Regions from separate parts of the Mus musculus genome. Here region 2 is linked to region 1. Evidence: chromatin contacts called from public promoter capture Hi-C data. All regions are on one chromosome and are shown on one strand. Each heading gives the region's core, a stretch centred on a gene start, on an enhancer-like site or on the middle of the called end of the contact. The rest is flanking DNA. Distances are from core to core; before and after follow the strand shown.

What was found. Promoter capture Hi-C pulls out the DNA fragments that hold promoters and counts their contacts.
Region 2: a contact with region 1 is called in a promoter capture Hi-C map of the C10 cell line, with 5 times the contacts expected there. The contact joins the enhancer-like site here to the promoter of Ovgp1 in region 1. A contact is called at or near these places in 4 of 39 promoter capture datasets (the 3T3-L1 cell line, the C10 cell line, hippocampal neurons and 1 more) and 2 of 115 datasets of contacts at active chromatin or transcription factors (embryonic stem cells and microglia).

The regions. Positions count from the first base shown.
Region 1 is chr3:105,972,256-105,975,587 of GRCm38.p6, reverse strand. It overlaps Ovgp1 (oviductal glycoprotein 1), which reads right to left and starts at 1,786. Exons shown (of 11, transcript NM_007696.2): 1 at 1,748-1,786; 2 at 1,146-1,175; 3 at 545-749. The coding sequence starts at 1,772.
Region 2 is chr3:107,356,519-107,359,850 of GRCm38.p6, reverse strand. No RefSeq gene overlaps it. Among named protein-coding and RNA genes, the nearest start is that of Gm35700, 6.6 kb to the left of the region's middle. Within about 2 kb of position 1,795, at least 94 of the 459 cell types and tissues checked have an H3K27ac peak or open chromatin away from gene starts, as enhancers often do. A contact at or near this core is called in embryonic stem cells, where this site is marked.

The sequences.
Region 1 (3,332 bases), core at 537-3,036:
AGCATCCCACTTCCTGGGAGCTTGACCTGCCCATCACTCTCTATTAATATAATAACAGACCTTCCCTTGGGCAGAGAAGGAACCCACAGGCGCCAGACAGGAAACACTTCAGCACCTCCTGAGCATCAGCTTCTTTGTGTATGCCCTAACTATTCTGTGTTCAAAGAGCTCCCCTTAGAAGAAAACTCACAGCCTGGCAGTTGCAAGAGGCAAGAACTTTAACATTTGTTGAGTATTTGTGATTCTCAGGACCTCTTTGAAGCACATTAGCAGCATTAACTCCTCACAACTGGGCTCAAAGGGTGAGCCAAAGTTTCCCAGGAGAAAGGAGCGTGAAGACACTCAGGAAGAGGCAACACTACCAAGTCATCAAGGCAAGGAGGAGCTCAGGTCAATGGAGAGCTCTTATGTCAGAGGTACTCAGATCCCCATTTGAGGGAAAATTGAATTAGAAAAACCAGGAAATTTTAAGAGTAATAAGAGTTGTGGGCATAATCTCCTTCAAGCTATAAAATCTGAGAACTCAAGTACACATCTAACATACCTTTCCTTGAGTTTGTTGAACTCTGGATAGAGAACGTTTTCATCCTGCAGATTCTTGGCCACAATCTGATTGTTGCTCATTGAGGCAAAGGCAAATATCAGATGCGTACAAAGAAAGGGGTCCAGGTCATGGGGCATGATGGAGGCAGGGCCTGGCCGACTATGTGCCCAATTGGTGAAATAGCACACCAGTTTGTAGGCAGTACCTGGCAAGAAGAGCAAGTATTAATCAGCAGAGATCATGGGGCAAGAAGGGAACTCAGATTCTTGACAGTAGAGTGAGTCAACAAGCCTAATCAGAGACCAGGCCACTGTAACAGCCTCCATATCCCCCGTAAACATACACCAAAGCTGCTTATGCATGCCCCCAGACATCCTGACCTTTTGCTGAGGCTCCAGAGAAGAAAGAATGCCTCATGAGAGTAGATCCTGGCACATAAGGATACATACAAACAGCAAATAACCAGAGTCCTGTGTTGGATTGTATTGGATTAATAACCTCTGGCCAAGGAGCCATGACAGGCAGAGGTTCAGGAGACGCTGAATAGAGATTTCCTAGCCAGAGAATCTCCCTGGCTCTGGAGGAGAAGTGGTTTCCTCACCATCACTGTGTTTCATCAGAAGAACCAGCCCTGCAGGAAATGAAGAAATTCATATACACACATGCAGAGTGCACACTCCACACACCCTCCAGTTAGCAAGTGCCCTCTCCAGCTCAGCACCATGTACACATGTAGACACACAAATAGAGACATGCATCAGTCACTGGTTTCCTCTCCTCCAAAGCTAACAGAGTGGAACTAGTCTAAGCTCCTTTTCTAAAGCACATCGCATGCTACATGTACCTGCTTTGCATAGGGACAATGATGGTTAGAAGTGTGTGCTAAAGCTCTCGGCCAGTGATTCTCAATTCTGGCTACAAATTCAAAAGTACGTACACACACGCGCACGTGCGCACATACACATCATAGCCCTCTCATCAGAAATTTCAAATTAACTGGTCCAAGATGAAGCCCAAGCATGAAAACCACCAGGTTGGAGAACTACTGCCCAGCCCCTTCCTCCACAGGTGCCTTTCTTTTCTTTTCTACCCCACATTCACATAATCCAGCTCCCTAAGCCCCAGGTTTCTCTGCTAGGCACTAGAGACAAGACAAACTGCTATCTCCTGGACTATGTCATTGCTAGGCTCTGTCACACTCACCAGCCAGCAGCAGCAGCCTCCCCATCTCAACTGCCTGGTAGCTCTGGTGATGAAGCTCAAGACTCTTTAATAGGAGTTGGCTCACCTGCAGCATGGAGTCAGCTACACGTAAGCACCACGCCAGAAACAATGATTCAAGAGTCACAATGACCGCTGACAACTTGAACTCTCTCTCCAGAACAGCTGTAGTTCTCAGAGCCAACAAATCAATATCCCTGACCTGACACTAGCAGGGAGTGAGTATTCACCACAGGCTATAACAAAAACAAATGCAGTAGCCCTGAGACTTGTCTGGCAATCAGTCCCATTTCCTGGTATCCAGCTCTGCAGTTGAGATGGAGGAGACCTAGGACATGATGAAGTCTATACAAGATTATCAGGAAAACTGTATCAGAAAGTTTCAAAGCTTTGGCTTTGGACTAAGGCTTTTGGCTATTTAGGAAGTTTTATAGTTTTGGATGAGTTACTGAGCCCCAAAGTTTCCACACATAAAAGAAAGCCTGTTTCCCACATATAGTTTGTTCTTACTTCGAAGGAATTTATGAAAACTAAAGAGATGTGAAGACTATGGTTTGCATAAAATATAAGTTTAATTACTTACAGATGTCATTAGCAAGTTGCTCAAAAGAGCAGGATGCTCAAAAGCAAATACTGACACTTCTGAACAGGTGAAGTAAACACACTAAAACAGCATTTTATATGTTTTCTACATGACAGAGTTCAGACCCAGTGTCTACTGGGCGAACATATGAGCCAACTATGAGGTGACCTGAGCCTCAGGTATATGAATACCCAAGAACCAATTTTAAAGAAACTCTACAATCATGAAAAGTTTTTGTTTTTTTAAAGCATAAATCAGGTATCTTTGATTCATTGGTTTTCTTTCTCTGTTCCAGATGGCCTCAGACTGTGTAGCCTCTCTAAGACAGATGCTGCTGTACATGGAGCATCTATAATAGGGGGTACTAAGCAGATCTCAGGGCAATGGAGGAGAAAGGAAAACAGTGCCCAGTGGTCAAATCTGTTGAACATTTGTCCTTCATTTGTGGGATGAAATAAGCAAGAAACCTCATAATTTTTAAACCAGTAGTTTATTTGGGTACCAAAGAACAAAGACAAAATATGTAGAACATGGGTGTGTGAGTGTGGGCTTTATTATCGAACAGACCCTAGAGCCCCTTCCTGCACGTACCATCCCTGGGGCCCCATTCGTCCTATCTGTTTCGTGTACCATCCATTCCCACATCCCACTTTTGACCTAAATCAGCAAGTACCCCCAAGGCCAACATAAGTCAGGATTGGCAACACCTAGTAGCATTGGCTTAATGACGCCTAATGCCTTTTCACTCTAATGACCATGCATGCTCCTCTTGCATCCCAGTCACCATTCCTGTGCTCCAGTTCTTGTTACTGGGTCTATGACTTTGCAACCGGATCTATAAACTATTGGTACATCTGATTTCTGGAGCCTCAATGTTGTCAGGGTCCCTCTAACTCATGGCCTGAGGCGCTGCTGGTTTTCTTTTAAAACCTTGACATAAAATGCTGGTCTCTACTTCTGAGACTTTCTGCATGACCGAGGTGC
Region 2 (3,332 bases), core at 546-3,045, 1.4 Mb before region 1:
GGTTGGGGTCACCACAACATGAGGAACTGTATTAAAGGGTCACAGCATTAGGAAGGATGAGAAACATTGGTTTAATAGGAACTGAAAACAAAAACAAAAAACGAAGACAAAGTAAATACTGCTCATATAGTAGATACTGTTATTGTCTCCATACAGATGAGGGCACTGACATAGGAAGCTTGAACACCTTGTGTCAGGTCTCACAACCTACACAGCAGGTGCTGGGATTCTAAATCGGATGAGTACTGTTTATCAAGTCATGTGCTCATGACCACACAGCTAATGCAGGACCTATCAGCCTTAGAGCACTTGCTGAGCTCCGAGCTGGTCTGACTGGAAGAGTTCCGAGTGTCTCTCTTCTGAGGCTGGGTAACACAAGCACTGACTGGATTTGAACGGAAGGACTTCGGGAAGAGCCTTTCCCAAAGGCAGAGACTCCAATGCGGGGATCCAGCCAAATGTCCAAATGGTCACAGAGAAAGAACCTAAGAGCATAGAAAAGGACGGGAAAGTTCCTTTCCCTGGTTGCATGGTTCTCTGAGCCTCATTTTCATTTATTTTTTGATCACTAAAACCTCAAACTAGTTCTCCAAGGTTCTTGCCTCATTGCCAAGTAATAAGTATGGAACACTGTGCTTAGCTGTTTTATGTAAGAGCATCCATGCCTGATTTCCTTCTGTTGACATAGAAAGGCAGCACAGGTATTGCTGCAGGGCTTAATGAAGAGAAAACACTCACAAGTTGCTCTTTAAAAAAAAAAACCTCAAAATAACTATTCATATTTATGAGGTGAATTGTGATAGTTGTAATACTATATACAATGTTTAATGATTGGATTAAAGTGATTAGCATACTTCAATCATATATCTCTTCTTTATGTCGGAAACATTCCAAAACCTTTCCTTCAGCTCTTTTGAAATATACCATAAGTTATGTCCCCCTACTGTGATGATAGGACAGTAGAATATATTCCTCCTGCACAATGCTATGCATTAGCCAGCCCTTCCCCAGCCTCGAGTCACGACCATCCCGTGCTCATTTTCAGCGAGATTGACTTTTGGCTTCCTCACAGGAGAGCATGCAGTATTTGTTTTTCCAAGCCTGGCATGTTTCACTTAGCATAATGTCTTCCAGACTCACTCATATAAAGCAGTCCTAGACAAGGCACTCAGATGGACCTTCTACGTTTCACAGAGTCCATGAGAAGAAATGGAGTATCATCCTGTCTCCAACTTTCCTCTCATCAAGACCATTTTTAACTTACTAATTCCTCGTCCCCCAAAGGCCTTGTGATTTGAGGAGCCAGAAAAACATTTGCCCCAGACACCCACATTTTCTAGTAGCAGGGTACTATGTGCATCGATGGAGAGGAGCCTCCTGGCCCCACTGTAACAGCATTCCTGAAGGACAAGTTTACTTGAAGGACTAATAGCCTCGTGGGTGTCCCTCCTCCCTGTCCAGCACAAGAGGTACCTGTCACAGATATGATTCTGGTACATGGTGTGCCACTAAGAAGGACAGAGGGGAGGAGACTCAACAACACTTTCACACACTGGAGAGTTCTTCCACTTCATCTTTATGACAGTCTCACCAGCTTACAGAGGAGAAAAACGAGGTTGGAAATGGCCGACTCAAGGTTTCATAACCTCTGGTTGGCAAGACTAAGAGAAAGAGCTAATCTGACTCCAAGTCTGTCCTCTAACCATTAAGAAATATGATCTGGCATTCACCTAGCCACATCCGTCCACTTAGCCCTCCCCCTCACCTCCAAATGGAAGTTTCCTCCCAGACCAAAGAGGGCTCTGAGCTTTGGTAAACTCTCTTGAGGCAACCTGCCCCACCCATCAGTGCTCTGCATGGGTCTGGCCTCCCCTTTACTCTAAAACACAGCTTGAGGTGAGCCTGCTACTTAATTGTTTGATGGAAGAACTTCCTTGCCCCGACCCTGAGCTATCCCACATGTAGCTGTACATCACTGTGAGGCAGGAGGACCCTAAGTTCCAGGCCAGCCTGGAGTCTGGAGTGAGAATTTATCTAAAAAAAAAAAAAAAAGCCAAGTACTGCAGCAAGCTATTTCAAGCAAAATAAACCAAACACCCCCCCAACACAGACACAGACACACACACACAGACACACACAGACACACAGACACACACAGACACAGACCACACACACAGACACACACACACAGACACACACACACACACACAGACACACACACACACACACACACACAGACACACACACACACACACACACACACGATCTCATCCTTCCCTCTACAAGCAACGGTGACTTCTGCAAGCCCAGAGGCATGAGTGCTCTTGGCAAGGTGGTGTTCGAGGCCTCACAGTTTCTGTGTTGAGTCCCAGTGTGTCCACCCCTGTCAATGTTGCCATTTGGCAGGACCAAGTGACCTAGTTTCTCCCCACACCCCTCCCCCCGCCCCCCTCCCCGCCAGAAGCTAGGCTGCAGGCTGTGCAGAGTTTGGCATCTGCGGGTCTTTTCTGCCCTCTGCTGGTCGCTAGGCAGGAGGCTCGCCAGGGCTAGCAATCCCACGTGGGTCTACTGCGGGGAACTGACTCGCAGGCCTATAAATGTTTGCTGAGTTAACTGAGTAAGAGGATTGTGTACCGTTCTAGGCTCTGGGGCCTAAGGAGGCCAGAGTCAGGACTGCTGCTCTGCAAACTCGTTACATTCAGCCAAACCAGGGCCCAATTCCCCAGTTGCTTTCCTTCTTTTTGCTTCCCCACAGGCTCCTCCTCTTCCCTCCCTCAAGGACTGTTGCCTGGCTAGGGAGAACTGAGTCAGCAAAGCCAAGTCAGTAAGTTGCCCCACCACCTGTTGCGTTACCTCTGACCAGTCCCTTAAAGCCATCTGAAGTCCCTCCTTGATTATCTCGTTTCCTCTCCGAGTCGTTGCTTCTGTTTTCTTGTGGCATCTTCAGAACACTCTTTTTACTTGCTACTGAATCTGTTCCTGACACATCTACTGGAAGTCCTGGCTCTGTCCCAGGTCATCACTCAGAAGTTTGATCTGTCTGCCCTCCTGGTGGCCTTTCAGAGCCTTCACTAGCAACTACATCTCTGAGACTTCCGTTTCCCTAAACACAAGCAGAAAGCCCACTCAGAGCCCTCTACTTTTGAGAGATTTGTCTTGATAAAGACATCTTAAAAACCAAAAAGTCTAGAAGACTCACAAAAGGACCACCTAGTGCTGACGGTTTTATAGGTCATGACAGCCTGCCACAGCAGCCCTCTGAGTAGTATGGTAAAAGAATTGGAGAGGCTTTTAATTTCTATGTATACTGTGTTTTCTATTTAAAATGTACG